Linked DNA regions of Mus musculus: all the other regions are linked to region 1. The links are chromatin contacts, called in public Hi-C and HiChIP or PLAC-seq maps. All regions are on one chromosome and are shown on one strand. The core of a region is the stretch at or near the end of the contact, and the rest is flanking DNA. Distances in the headings are between cores, read along the strand shown.

Evidence for each region. Hi-C and Micro-C count contacts between places; a contact is called where the count stands out from the background. HiChIP or PLAC-seq counts read pairs in DNA pulled down with a chosen protein or histone mark.
Region 2: a contact with region 1 is called in a Hi-C map of the 63-12 cell line, with 2.7 times the contacts expected there. The contact joins two enhancer-like sites. A contact is called at or near these places in 1 of 15 datasets of contacts at CTCF or cohesin (large pre-B cells), 13 of 484 Hi-C or Micro-C datasets (the 63-12 cell line, the C2C12 cell line, LSK cells and 9 more), 3 of 115 datasets of contacts at active chromatin or transcription factors (T-cell acute lymphoblastic leukemia, bone marrow-derived dendritic cells and large pre-B cells) and 1 of 9 other capture datasets (liver).
Region 3: an H3K4me3 HiChIP or PLAC-seq map of the SCID.adh cell line shows a contact between it and region 1, with 14 read pairs. The contact joins two enhancer-like sites. A contact is called at or near these places in 1 of 39 promoter capture datasets (hippocampal neurons), 2 of 15 datasets of contacts at CTCF or cohesin (large pre-B cells and pro-B cells), 70 of 484 Hi-C or Micro-C datasets (the 63-12 cell line, the AML12 cell line, B cells and 43 more), 11 of 115 datasets of contacts at active chromatin or transcription factors (the 230-238 cell line, DN3 thymocytes, the SCID.adh cell line and 7 more) and 2 of 9 other capture datasets (adipose tissue and liver).

Annotation. Positions count from the first base shown.
Region 1 is chr13:19,353,664-19,358,437 of GRCm38.p6, forward strand. Stard3nl (STARD3 N-terminal like) reads right to left here. Exons shown (of 9, transcript NM_024270.3): 9 at 4,013-4,466. It also overlaps Tcrg. Among named protein-coding and RNA genes, the nearest start is that of Stard3nl, 40 kb to the right of the region's middle. RefSeq lists an enhancer at 2,508-2,813. Within about 2 kb of position 2,753, at least 44 of the 459 cell types and tissues checked have an H3K27ac peak or open chromatin away from gene starts, as enhancers often do. A contact at or near this core is called in the 63-12 cell line, DN2 thymocytes and the SCID.adh cell line, where this site is marked.
Region 2 is chr13:19,149,405-19,154,178 of GRCm38.p6, forward strand. All of the region lies in intron 3 of Gm31887 (a long non-coding RNA gene), which reads right to left. Amph (amphiphysin) reads left to right here. Exons shown (of 21, transcript NM_175007.2): 21 at 332-1,515. The coding sequence ends at 439. Among named protein-coding and RNA genes, the nearest start is that of Gm31887, 42 kb to the right of the region's middle. Within about 2 kb of position 2,882, at least 18 of the 459 cell types and tissues checked have an H3K27ac peak or open chromatin away from gene starts, as enhancers often do. A contact at or near this core is called in the 63-12 cell line, where this site is marked.
Region 3 is chr13:19,179,703-19,184,476 of GRCm38.p6, forward strand. The region is part of intron 3 of Gm31887 (a long non-coding RNA gene); the gene reads right to left. It also overlaps Tcrg. Among named protein-coding and RNA genes, the nearest start is that of Gm31887, 12 kb to the right of the region's middle. Within about 2 kb of position 2,234, at least 6 of the 459 cell types and tissues checked have an H3K27ac peak or open chromatin away from gene starts, as enhancers often do. A contact at or near this core is called in the 63-12 cell line, DN2 thymocytes and the SCID.adh cell line, where this site is marked.

The sequences.
Region 1 (4,774 bases), core at 1,503-4,002:
ATCCATTCTCAGACTTTCTTCTTCGGGAAAGACTCTGCTCTACTCTGGAATCACAGCAGTCCCCCCCCCACCCCCCGCCGTCAGCAGAGACTCTGCCTCCATCTGGGAGTAGCTACCATGCCCTGGCTCTTTCTGGGAGAGCACTAGTGAAGTGGGCTATGGGCTGCAGGTACCATGGGGCCACTATTAATGCTCTCAGGATGGGAACAACATTCTGACAGCTAGCTCTTCCACGCTGGAAGTCCTCAGACGTGCCATATGGAAGACTCAATACATTTCTGAGGAGGAAGGCAGTTGTGCATCCTTCTACATCCAAGGCTTCTTCACCAAAATTGATACATACAGGGAAGCTGTGAGCTTTGATGGGAGGACCCTGGACCAGAAATCACACTCCAAAGCCATTTTAAGAGTTGGAGAGAGTTGGCCTCCTACTCTTTTCCCTCCCACAGTGATCCATAACATGTATGTAATTATAGAATCCCACGCTTGATGAATATCTATACTATAAAAACTTCAAGTCATTGTAAACAACTTTTCCTTAAATATTTTTCAATCTTTGAGAGCATTCATTTTTTTCTCCCAGCTATGTGAAATAGACATTACGTTACGTGTATGATTTAGTCTCGTGATGAAATTTAACTACGTTGTAGAGAACATATTCCAGTTTCTATGCACCTGCAAATTCAATTGCAGAAAGCCTAATGAAGAACATTGATCATGGTATGTGGAACCTTAATTTATATCTCATTCATACACAATGAGACAAGGCTAATTGACTTTCTATAGGTTGGGAAACCGAGGCCTAGATGAGTAAGAAACCTTCCCAGAACTATGCAACTAAGAAGTAGAGCAAGAATTTGAACCCAGGCTGCCTGGGCTCACCAGCCCAGCTCTTGTGTTAATCATTTGACTATGGAGCAGAAAAAGGTATTCCTCAGGAAAACCTTCCTCATCAGGCTAAAAATGATTGAGAGAATGCTCCATCTCCCTTCCATCTCCTGGCTTTATGATGTTGTTAAAATTACAGAGCTAGAAACCAACCTGTTATAGATTGTGTATGCCAGGCCGACTTCCACCCCGACTTCCTGCCCACCAAGGCTGTTGTGCTACATACCACAGGTTGGGATAAAATGAATTTGGGATCAGAAGTCTGCACTCAAAGGCACTCATAGAAAACAAAGATTTGCACAATCTCACATGCAGAAAGTCCTGTCTGAACAGTAGCCTTTTTCCAAAACTTCAAAAGGTCTCAACTACAATTATCCAGAGTCTTACCCCCAAGGCAGGCCTTTGAGAAGAAACTGAGTGTGCCCCAAGCCCCTCAATAGCGGGGAGAATTTGGCTGGCAAGCTTTTCAGGTATTCTTACACATCCACGGTGCACAGGCAAGCAGAGTCCTTCAAATACTTCTCAACTATAAATACAACTAGTTTAGAAACTCCATGACTCAATTATAAACCAAAGAGAAAACTTCTAGACAACACACCTCAGAGTTTTCTCCAGTACTTAGGTACAAGCACTTTTATTTTTTTATTTTGCAATTACATAAATTTTGCAAAACAAAAATATGTCTTATGATGAACTCTCAAATCAATCCCTAAAGCCCTCATAAGAATTCGGGAATGGTGATAAACATTTTAATTAATGAGGCTAATATGCATATACTCGGTGATCACTGGCCAGTGAGCCTAGCTTATTTGGTGAGTTCAAGGTCACTGAGAGTGGACAGTGCCTGAAAGCCAACACTTGGGCTTGCCTCTATATGCATATCTACATATGCTTGCTCATATGTACAGTCACTGACTAATACCTTACTCATGATCTCTAGTGATACTGATATGCCAAATGCCCCTGCAGAGAGCCCGACTTGGCTCTGCAGCCCAGGTGTATGTGAACACCTGGGAGAGGCCTGACAAACTTCAGTGCTATGCTAACCTTCCAAGTATAAAACAGGATCTCAGGGTGGCATCAATTTATTTTTTTTTTAGAAAATAAACATCTCATCAGTTTGACACCTGTTTACATGTCTCTTTACATGTGTCTATTCATGTTCTTTCCCCATTTTCTACTGTGCAGCAATACCAGGAAACATGGCACCTCTTAGTGCATTTCTGTAAGCAGAGATAATAAGCCAAATGTTCTACATGCAGTAGCTGGATGAGAGGCCAGTGTTTGTGACACACCTTTTCTAATGGACACTTACCAAGTCAGAACCACATTTGAATCAATAATATCTAACTTTAACACTGGAAAGGCTGTTTATAATCAGCCTCCGTCTAAATAACAGGTTCTCTGGAAAGGAAGCAGAGCGCCATTTTGGAACAACTCATGAACAAGACTCGGAGATAACTCCTTGATGGTCCTGAGTTGATGCAATGTTTTCCATCCAAGTTCCAGGCCCAGCTTTGCAGACATGGAACTCTTTCTGCAGTGCCAAGTACAGACACAGAACGGACAAGCAGCAGCAAGAGCTTTGTGAGGCCGTGACCAGCCAGGATGCAGGCAGCATCTCCTGTGGTCAGACATCTCAGCAGCCTCCTTCCAGAGCCCACCTGGGCTCCCAAGCCTCAGCAGTACAGAGTGTCAGTTGCAGGAGAGGAGGGGACACCGGAGGTGTGCAGGATGGCGTTGCTATGGTTGGTGGCTTTATTTTCTCAGGCATCTTTCGTTTATCTGTTTGGTCAATGTGGTTGCTTCCTGGAAAATGCTCAAAGTCAAACCCACCACTACTGACTGGGGCGACACAAAGGGTAGCTAGGGTATTAGAAGAGAAAATAAGAGCAGTTAAACCGCAGCCAGCTCTGCTCTGCTTCAAAAGGTCACGGCTAGTAGGAAAAAAAAAATTAGCTTCATGCTGTGTGGTGGCTTCAAACTGCAGAGTCACACTGCGGACAGCAGGACTCCTGGGGTGGACCCTCGGTGCTCAGCTGCTTCAGCTGGCATCAGATGCTGACACTTTTAACTTGTTTTCTCAGAGTACAAAGAGGGTGCTAAATGTGCATTGTGACTCCAGCTGATGGCGATGCGGGCCACAGTAATGTGCTTTATGAGCAAAGCAATGGAAGCCAATCCAATGCACTGAAACTCTCATCTGGGCTGATCCCGGAGGCACCACAGTAACACTAACTCTAGGATACCATCATGCAGTCAGTAATGAGAGGTCAGAGGACAGGCTGGGTGCAGAGTCGACACCCACACCCCAGGGCTCTTTCGTCCTGACTGCCTCTGAGATCATCTCCCTAGGACGCAGTGTCTGATTTCACAATTGCACACATATGATGTGCACCTGTGTCTGTGACCCGTCAACTACACATGGCTGCAGTCTTCCTGAGAGGTCTGGCTGCATCTGCTGGCTCAGGCTGGCACTGTTTCTCAGCACTGACATCCAACTAGGCTTCAAGTACATACTGCTCCACTCTTGACACAGGCAATTATTCCTGAAATTGTTCCATCAAGTTCCTGAGGTCCTGCCCCAAGAGCAGACCTAGAGAGTTCCCTCTAGTCTCCCTTACTATAAGTAGCCCTTCTTTGTTGCACCCAGTCTCCCTGCCAGACTCCTTGTGGCACTGCTCAAGTGGGCATACTCTTGAAACAGTGCCTATGCAGGACTGGATCTGCACAGGGCCCGCTTCCACCCAAGCCTGAAGCATTGCTCCTGCATGCATGCAGTTAACCTTCCTAGCATGACCCAGCCAATGATGCAGCCTCACAGTCTGCCCTTCTGGGAAGCCGAAATTGAATTTGGAAAAAATGTCTGGACAAACAGCCGATGACGTAAATTAGTTCATATTAATCCTAAGGAAGTAAACGTGCAGGAAAAGGCGGAGCAAAAGCAGCCACAGCCTTTGCAGGTTGTTTGTGTGCAGCACATCAGACCCTAGCGCAGAACAAGAAGTCCCAAGAGAGTCATACAAAACACAGGCCAAGAGTTTCTATGCACCCAGGCCACACCCTCTTCCTTTTATAACCCACCACTCCTGGACAAACATATAATACAGACAACACACAATCATCATTTTGATACGTTGGATTTATTATTTTAAAACTGTATAAAGAGCACATGTGCATGAGTTTAAAAACACAAGTGAAATGTAAGGAGTTAAAAAAGAAATACAAAAGAAATCTGAGACATGAAACCAAAAAAAAAAAATACATTCTGAGAATTGAAACAAAAAGGTATCTCTCACTTACTACAAAATTGTTATTTCAATATATTAAGCAGTCTTTTGATTCAGATGCAGCACAAGACCGAGTTATTCATTATCAGGTCAGACCGAAACTCACAGACTAGAGGAAGGAGCACAGCATGACCCAGTGGCCGCAGGCAGGGATGGTTTGAGTGGAGGTGGAGCGATGTCCATGAGGTATCACCATAAATAAACTCACTAGCTCCTCAGCATCCAGCAGCAAGCAGAGCCACCACTTCAGCTGTCTTCCTTGGATGACTCGCAGTGAGGTTCTTCACACTTAGAGAAAGAGTGAAGAAACAGTGAGCAGTGGCCAGAGCCAAGTTCTGTGCTGCCTGTCAGTTTCCTCACGGTACTGCGGGCAGGCTGTGACAGAGACACATGAAGGACACTGGCAGGACAACACACGGCTTTACTTCAAAGGCTTTAACATAAACACTGGTAATTTCATGCTGACAGTTTTGTCTCTTGTGTGTCCAGCTGCTGTGCTGGGCTGGGCTGTGTGCTGACAGTGTCACAGACACAGGGCTCATCTGCTGTGGCAGTGGCTGGGCCAGCGGCCTATCAGCCTTGCCTTGCTTGGTGAG
Region 2 (4,774 bases), core at 1,632-4,131, 200 kb before region 1:
CTCCTTACTTAGTCCACTGTGAACCACAAGACAGGTGGTTGGATTCCTTTCATACCATAATGTCACGTTAAACAACTTATAACTCAGGTAATGCTAACTCAATAGTCCGTATACAAAATTAGAAGGTTAAAATTTACCTTCAGTTAAGTATGTACAATAATACATAAATTAGTAATTAAAAAATAATGTTTAAATGATAGAGATTTACAGTGTTCTGTAGTAGTGTGGCATCCTGAGGTCCCAGTACTAGCTGAATGGGTTATTGTGTAAGTTATTGGCACTGTGTGCTCTGAAGTTTGCTGGACTCTGAAACACTGCTCTTGTCTTGCAGGATGCAGGCTGGTTGGTGGGGGTGAAGGAGTCAGACTGGCTTCAGTACAGAGACCTGGCCACGTACAAAGGCCTCTTTCCAGAGAACTTCACGCGGCGCCTGGAGTAGGGCTGCAGATGCTGCAAATGGGTCACGTGACTGGGTTCTTAACCATTCACGGAATGCAGAGGCGTTCACTTTTGCTACTACACTCTTCATGATTGACAGACTGGTGCCAGATGAGGCTTGGGAAGACGGATCAATAGAGCATGTATGCAAAAACTATACGAAGAGGGGAAAGAGCAAATTAAGGAAAGAGTCCTTACTCTGTTTCCTGCGTTCATAGCGGTCTGTTTGTGCTTTGTCTAACAGTGAACACTGGTACTTGATTCTCCTCCCACCAAGTCTAAAGTAGCCTTCTCCAGACCAGACTTTGACTTCTTTGCATCAAGTGTGTGGTGTCGAGTGGTTGCCCTGCAGATGTGATGAGTTATCCTGTAGTGAGACATCATCTTACTCCCTTGCCCGAATTGTGAGCTCCTGCTCTCTTGCCCTTTCAAGTTTACTGCGTTTAAAACTGAACAGCTGCAAACGTTCTTAACGGTCTTCTCCAATCACCTCTATATACACATGTACGGACACACAGTCGCACAAGCTAGTCCCATGCCTGCTGGACCTATGTGTATGCAGATGGCTACATATACATAGCTGATCCCTTCCCTTTCCACTGTAGCTCTTCTCCTCTAAGTGTCATTGATACACGCATTGCTCTTATTTGTCGGCATTACAGCTGCAGTTTTGCCTTGGGGCAAAACCATTCATCCCATTGCCAAAACAGTTGACAGTGTCTGTGTGTGTTGTGTGCAGTTTTCAGGATGATATAACAGATAGCGCGTCCACGCTGCTGCCCCTTTGGAAAGAGCAGGGCCTGGTTATGTAGCTGCCCAGCTGCTCAGTCCAGATAAATACATGGACTAGCAACTATGCAGTCATCATTCCTGCCTTTACGTGATTGGCTGGACGAGGGGGCAAAAGAACCTATTTATAAAAGCTCCTATATACTTCCACGTTCTATTTATGCAACTCATCTTCACAGATCATTCTAAAATGAACGAGGTGATGTATGCTGTATCAGAAACCATCTGTAACAGTTGTGTTCTCAGTGCTGTGTCATTCCAAATAAACCTTTGGTAATCTCCAAGTTACATGGGTTCTTTTTCAAGAGTGGTTTTTTTTTTTTCTTCTTTTTGAATTCTTGTTCCAGTTGGACAAGCTACTTGAAGCAATTTATATTGGAGTTGTTATTTGTGCAGATGTGTACCCGTTCCACCTCTGGGTTGTGTTCTGTGGCCCTGCCTCACTTCCCTATCACTCCATCCCAGTCATTGCTGGTCACCAGTGCTTCCTGGAAGCCAGCAATTACTAGAGCGCAAATAACAGCTGTGGGAGATCTCCTTCTATTGCTGGCTGTGGACACTCAGTCTGTGAATCACTGGCAACCATAGATGCACAATCAGCCTCACGACAGCTTCATCTTTAGTCACTTTTCTTTCTGGCATTTTTATGTTCATAAGGACATAAAGAAGTAGCTCTCACAGCACAGAAAAGTCAGTCCCCAGAGCCATTGTCATGAGAGGAGATCATGTCATATAGCATGTTTCATCTTGAGAAATGTCTACTAATATACTTCTGTATCCAGTGATACAGTGTAAGCCAATCAAGACTGTGCATGAATGCATTTCTTATTTGTGTTTCAAATTCTCCTCATGAGTCACAGGGTTTTAGGTTTCTTAAAGCAGTAATAGGCAAATTTCTATTCACCACTGTTTCCCCGAGGGCTACTTTAAAAGAAGGCTTACTCATTGTGAATGATAGTCTACTGAAAGAAAATAAAATGCCACTGTCCAGCAGCTTGCCAGGGAACTAAGCAAAGTGCAGCGAGGTGACCCTTTTTAAAGGAACTCACTCCTGACATGAGAGCAAATGGGCTGTTGAAAAGTGACTGAACCCATCAGGGCCTTTGCTGGTGGTGGTGTTTGCAGTGTTTGGTATTAAACTCTACCCTTGCAAATGCTTGACAGTAAATCTGCATCCCAGTACCCCAAATGGTTTTAATAATAAGGTGTGCCTAAACTGTGCAAAGCTAATTGCCACATCTCCAGGAGCAGTTACTCTGAAATTCCACTGCGATCCTCCCCACAGGGGCTGACACAGGACACAGTGAGACAGAAGGAGGTGGCTCGAGTGAACTTCCTAGATGAATGTACTTAGGTGACCTACTAAGTTCATCCAAGACAACATGCTTTTAATCATTTAGTCCTATTTTGAAAATACTGTCTTGGTTTTGAAATACTAAATACAAGTAATCGGATTGTTTTGGGAACTGGAAAGATCCAAGAATTGCCAGTGTCCTGAAGAGGAATGAGTTGGAGACCATGGCCCACTTCCATGCTACAGAACCTGCGCTTACAATGGACAGCCTTTTTTCTAATGGGCCTTCTAAGAGGTTTGCAATGCCTTCAGAGCTTTCGTGGCTACTGCTGTGGTAAAGGCATCCTGTTCACATCATACGGATATAAACTACTTGGTTTGTAACTATGTTTTATCCCACATGGCCTGGATCAAGAAAGCTGTCTGAACCACTTGCTCCTTACTTCCTCTTTAGAAACCAATGGCTGATGTTCACATCTTTAAGAATCAGATAAAGAAAGTCTCTGGCTCTCATGAAGCAGACACCTACTGGGCCCTCTGTGTGGTGTGGACCCTTGCTCAGGAAAAGATCCATGCACTATCCTACTCTACAATTATGAACAAGATTCTTTTTGTCAAAGCTAGAGAGGCTTTGAAGTAAGTCAACAAGAAACCAACAATGATGGCATCTATTGGACCAAGTGTGAAGACTCCTTCTTCTGATGCTCCTTAAAAACATATAGAAGCCATGGATTGGCTCATTGGAAACTATCTCATCGTAACTCAGCATTCCATTCAGATGGCCCAGTAAAGAAAGCACCTTACCTTGGGGACATGCCAAACACATGAGAACTGAAGAATTGATGATGACTAAGGGTCAGTGCTTTATTCCGCACAAAAGGCGTGACTGCACACCTTGGAGCTTTGGAAACACACCAGTCAACAGAATGACCATCCTAAGACTCTACTACTGTTTTCTGAAAAGCTCAACTAAAATCTGCCTTATGGTTTTTACTTAGAGCTGAGAGAAAATTCTTACAAACACTATGTGCCAGACCTTGGTACAAGGTGCATCATACTGTTCCGCTGTTCCACGTGTGGTCGTTGCTACTGTCTTCCCAGAACGGAACTTCTACCTGGACCTCAAGTAAATAGATGTTTAGAAGCTTCACAAAGAAGAGAGTGGTAGTCTCTTGACAAAGTTAGACAACTGAGAGCCATGTGGTTCTGTTCAGCTTGGAGATACTCTCTTTCCTGACTCAGCCATTATTGCAGATTTTTCTTAACCTACAACATTAAGCTGAAACCAGTTTGGCTGAGACCAGATTGTATCCTAGCACACAGCAAGGGGGCTGAGCAGATTCAAAAGCACTGAACGTTCAAATGCATGAAAAACCTGAGTAGCCTCCCCAAATATTTTGTGAGTCATTAGTTATACTTTCTCAAGATTGCTTAGTTATTGATTGTGATACAACTCTTAAGTCTATGCAAACTGAAAGATCTTAAAGCTTTTCAAAGGAGACTTAAATTGTATTAGTTTCCAAAATACAAATAGTCCCAAGACCCTTACGATCTCAGGTCAAACACTCAGGTTGTCTGATTCTTGAAGGTCACATGGAGTTGTAAGCTTATTTTTGCCTCTCTGCAGCATCTATGGATGTGTATGTACTTAGCTCTTGAGAAATGCATCCTTGTACATCACAGAGCCGTATAAAGTCAGTCCTCTGTGAGGGAACCTTGTCCTTAAGCACTTATCCACAGGGATGACTCTCTTCTACCCTCTCCTCCAGTCAGTAAATGTTATAGAACTCTCACGTTGCCGTGTGTTTCCCGTTACTGACCACCGTGTGATTTCTGTGGCATTCGGGAACACTATACAACATTTTCATACTCTCCCTAAGATCCAGGATACAAATTCCCCGTGCTTTCCGACTCCTCTGACTATTCTTTCTTGTTTTCTGTGCTTGCTTTCCTTCTTTCTGAGGGAGCTGGAGTGGGACACTAAGTAGGGAGATAGCAATATCCTTCTATTTGTACTTCTGCTGTCCAAGGACTGTCCCTGGAGAGGGTCCTGTGGCTGCTTCCAAGTCCACATATCTGCATGTTCATTAAACAGTTGTTAATCGTATTCTCAGTGTGAATTCCTATAACTTTTGCAGAGCGATTCTACAAGGCATCTCCCTGGTACCCAGCACATGGCGGAATCTTGGACCTGCTGAATTTGGAGTTTCCCCTTGTGCTTCATTTCACAGGAACACACACCCACTGTTGTCT
Region 3 (4,774 bases), core at 984-3,483, 170 kb before region 1:
AATTTTCTAGAGGCTTTGGAGTTAACAGTTTGAGTTCTTCTGCCACTTGGTATCTGGTATTTGAGCCCAGTTTGAACTGAAAAATTTCATTGCTTTGATTGCAAAGTGATGAACAAAGGTGAATGAATAAACTAAGCCCCAAATCCTCCTGCAAACACTTTAGGGTGAAATAGATAATGTTTGTACATCTTATGATTTGTTTCATTATCTGCTTGCTACTTTGGGCTCTAAGAACTATAGAGCACTGGTTTTTGTTTGTTTGTTTGTTTGTTTGTTTGTTTTTTAACCAACAGCAGAGCATCAAGGCAGGTCACTAAGATATGTCTGAGAGTGCCATCTTTGGTGCTGTTCCTTCACTCTCATTCCTCTGGATGCACAGAAACATTGAAGGCAAATAGAAATCAAACTCAGAGTTTAACTAGACCACACTATTGCCTAAGATGACTACCCTGTACAAATTTTGCACATGGCCATGCAAGGAAGACCTGGCATGGGCTAAGTGGGTATCAGACTTTGAAACATACATTCCTCCTCTTATGTACATAAAATCATATTATTGCCTGTGTATGTGTGTATGTTTGCACATTTATATGTGTGTGAACATACATGCCCTTGTGTGTGATCACTCTTGACACATAGCTTCATTGAAATTGTAAGGAAAGCTAATGTTATGTAGATATGGTGTCAAATTCTCAAATACTCAAATGAAATGTGTGGGAAAATGACATTCTAAACTTTCAAATCTTATTTATGTATCTTTTATTTTTAAATGCAGTTTTGCATTAATTATTTTGCCACCTCCTCCATTTGAGGAGAAACAGTACATTGAAACCATTTCTACCCCTACAATCTTTGCTGAGGTCTAGTGTGAGGGTGTCTTTAGAAGAGAATGGACTTGGCCAACCTCAGAACCTTGACCATGAGATAACACCACCCTAAGCATCTACCAGGACTGAACATTCCACAGTATCTTTTCCCAGTCAAGATGCTATCAATAACACTTGATCCAAAAGCTAAGGTCACACCACAAACCTACATCAGGTATATCCACAATAGTTGTGAGCTATTGCTCTTCAACAGGAGGCATAGGAGATAGGAAGGAGGTATATGATGAGAACACTCTGAATTATGAGTTGCTGTGTTCTGCTAGTTCCCTTCCATGACCAGAGGCTAAACGGTAGACATTTTTACTCAGTTTTCAAGGTCAGGCCACATCTGAGAAACAGGACACAGTCATTTCATGCTCCCTTCTATACATCATATGACTTGGTATTAAAGAAACAGGTCTAAGATTTATCATTCCCCCTGGGATTATCTTTTTGCTTGATTTCATCAGCCACGAAATCAACATATAGAAAATGTTTGGGAACTTTTAAACAACCAAACAAGAAATTGTGGTTTTAATTTTAACCTTGTTATTTGTTATTCCAATATGATCCATAAAAAGCATTATGCATGACACAGAATAAGCATGAAGAACTCAGTAGAAGGAACGAATTCTACTTGATTCCACAGAAGTGTTTAAGCATCTCTAACATAGCCCAGCATAGCAAAAAGTTGGGTAAGAATATGAAACTAATAGGAAAGAGCTTGTCCATAAGCATCAGTGCTATCCACTAAGTGATTTCATTATTGTGCAACCTCTTCTCAATGAAAGAGGCAGTGTCAAGATTGAAGGATATTATTGGTGAAAGAGAAATTTTACATGCTGGTTGTTTGTCTGGAGTCTCATTTTGTCCTCATCTCAGCTAAGACTTCAGGACAATTATGCTTGCATGTACCTTTTCCTAAACACATGGCTAAAATAGTGGTTCTCAGCTGGAAGTCATCTCCTCTAGGAGACACTGGCAATGTTTCAGACATTTTAAGTTGTTATTCATTGGGTAATGGCCACAACTCAGGTAAGTTCGAAGCATATCTCTCTCCTCACATCTCAGGACTAGAAGCCACAACCAAGAAGTTAGCAGTCCCAGCCCAAGAAACTCTGGACCATACATATGTCCCAAAGACTTAGTAATCACTGAAATCAATAAAATAATAATGTTGATGAAGGACCCATGCTTAAACTTTCTAAGACCAGACATGGTAGGAATTTTTGTAATATCTGCCTTAATAGATGTTTGGTGTCATAGAGAACTGGGCAAACTGGCCAGCAGTTAGCACTCTTGGAACTGGCTTTTCTGGGTGTATCCATTTTCTCCCTAAACACTATAGCATATAACTCCTGTTCCTTCACCCTAATTTGACACCTTATCCTGCATCTACCCTGGCTCCCCCTGCATCTCCTTTGACACAGAGCCCATGCAAGTGTTCATTTGCTTTTCAGTCAGTGAGTTTGTTCCTCTATTTCTAAGATTGGTTGAAGGATACTTTTAAGTGATGTTTGGTGGTTTTGTTATTTGTGTACTTCTCATAACTATTCTTTTATTTAAAGTAGAAATTGAATACAAGTGAACTGAGTGAACATACTACATTGCAGAAAGGATGCCTGTATTTTTTCTGCAGGTTATCTACTATCCAAGGTCATTTACAGGTAAAGAGCAACAAAAAAAAAAAACGTGAGGCATTTAAAGCTCTCTCTCCCTTCTTTGGTCCTTAATAAAAATTTCATGGAAACACAAGACGTGACGACATGCTGGCCCTAGAAACCTACCGTGATTAGAGTTCTAGTAACAAGCACACACGCACTCAGCATGTCTGCAACCACTTCCTTCCTGACGAAGAGCAGCCTAGTCCAGCCCTGAGCCCTGCTTAACCTCAGCCCCCACCTGCAGCACTTCTAACAAGGGAAACCAGAAAGGGAGTCTGATGGCTATCAACTGTGCCCCACAGAATCCAGGAACTGTGGCCCCAACTTTCTGGGTCAAAGCAATTTCCTGTTGACTTCGTTTAGACATTAAATGTATTAAGTATTGTCTGACTATCTTGGTGAAAAAGCAAGATCCAGTGTTTCGGTTCCCATGGGTTTCCAGTAATGCTGGCTCTTGGTAGAGGTGCTGAGAAGGAATGTGGGCAACACACATATTTTCAGCTTCCATCCGCTCTCACAATATACAGTGCATTTTCTATCTTCTTAGAGTCTAACTTGATTGACAGATCAATATAGTCAGACAACCCTCAGAAACATATGTACTTTTGATCTGTTGTAGCACCGAAGAAATTAAAGTTTGGACAATTGAAGCAAATAAGCAAAGACAAAAAAAAAAAAAAAAAATCCCTGTTTTCTGAACTAGACCATAAGGCCACATGTAGAAATGTAAGAACTGCAATTCCGGAAGGAATGTTAGGATATTTGCAGCATGTTACAATGGAAGAAGAATCTTTAACTGGTAGTTGGAGTTGGAAAATCTTTCAGGATGCTGTCATCAAAAGATAACTGGAACCACATCATCCATTGGTGAACCCATACCCTTGCATGCTTCTCAAAGACAAGAGAGAACTTGTGAGAGGATAGCTAATCCTATGTGTAGGTCTCTACTGGTATTCTCAATCCTTTGCGTATATCAGTTCGTTAAAGCTAAATCACCTGCATATGTATTCTTCTTTTCTTGTCAAATGTATCAGACTCAAAAAATGAGTGACACATTAATCAGTCCAGGCATTTATCCAGGCAAAGGTCCAGGACAGATCAGGGTATAGTCAGCTAATGTGACTCTTTTTGCCTATTATAAACTGTTTCATTTCTGGGGATATAAAATAATCAAATAATTGCTTCTGCTCCATAGAGGAGACATACCAAAGTGTAAGGTATATTGATGCTGCTTTTATTTTATTGACACTTTTAATTATTGATATTTTATTTTATTTATTGATATTATCACTGCATGTCAAAGCAATGCTCAGGATTTGAACAATTATGTGGTTTTATAAAATAAATATTATGCCAACAAATCCTAAATTAAATTTTTTCATATGAAACAACTCCGAATCCTTGGTGGGTTTTGTTGTTGTTGTTTTGTTTTTTAACAATAGTGTATGTACTAGTCTTCAGGAAGTAACATGACTTTGATTTCTATACCTACTTTTCATCTTAATTAATCTCCAAATTTACATCAACATGTTCATTCTTGCTCTTCCTTGTGTCAAGGGTGCATAGTTTGTTGGTTTATTTGAGGCATGTTTGGGGGAGTGGCAAGGAATTTGCAAGGTAGGCAAACACAGCAAAAATGTTTCATAGACATATAACGTATGGTTAAACCTAGGACATAAACATAGACATACAATTCATCCATTCTCACCTATCTCTACTTATAGAGTAATTATTTTTAAAGAAATAGGTGTTTTAACTTCTTCCATATATATTTTTATAATTTTACTTGTTCTTAAATAAGGTATTGTAGTTTTGCCAAAAAATGATCAATAATGTCATCTTCTGTTGTTTAATAAGAGTTAATGACATCATTGTAGACTACAATGCATAGGACAAACATATCTGAACATTTAATGCAATGTATGACACAGCATTATAAATCTAACATTTCCAAAAAGAGAGAGAGAGGAAAGGTACATACGTAAAATCAAACCAGAGAAAGCTAGTTTTCTGCAAGATTGTGATCTATAGGAGGGCACTTAACTGCCATTGGTTCTTTAAAATGATGTTCATATAAATATAAAGATGGGAGCTATTCCACACAATGGGAAAATCAAAATGAAATTTAAAGTCAATTATGTGTATCATGTTTAAAGTTATGTGTATACATATACAAATATGAATGATACCAAACAGCCTTATTACTATAATGAATAGTAAATGAGTACAAAATATTTAAACTAT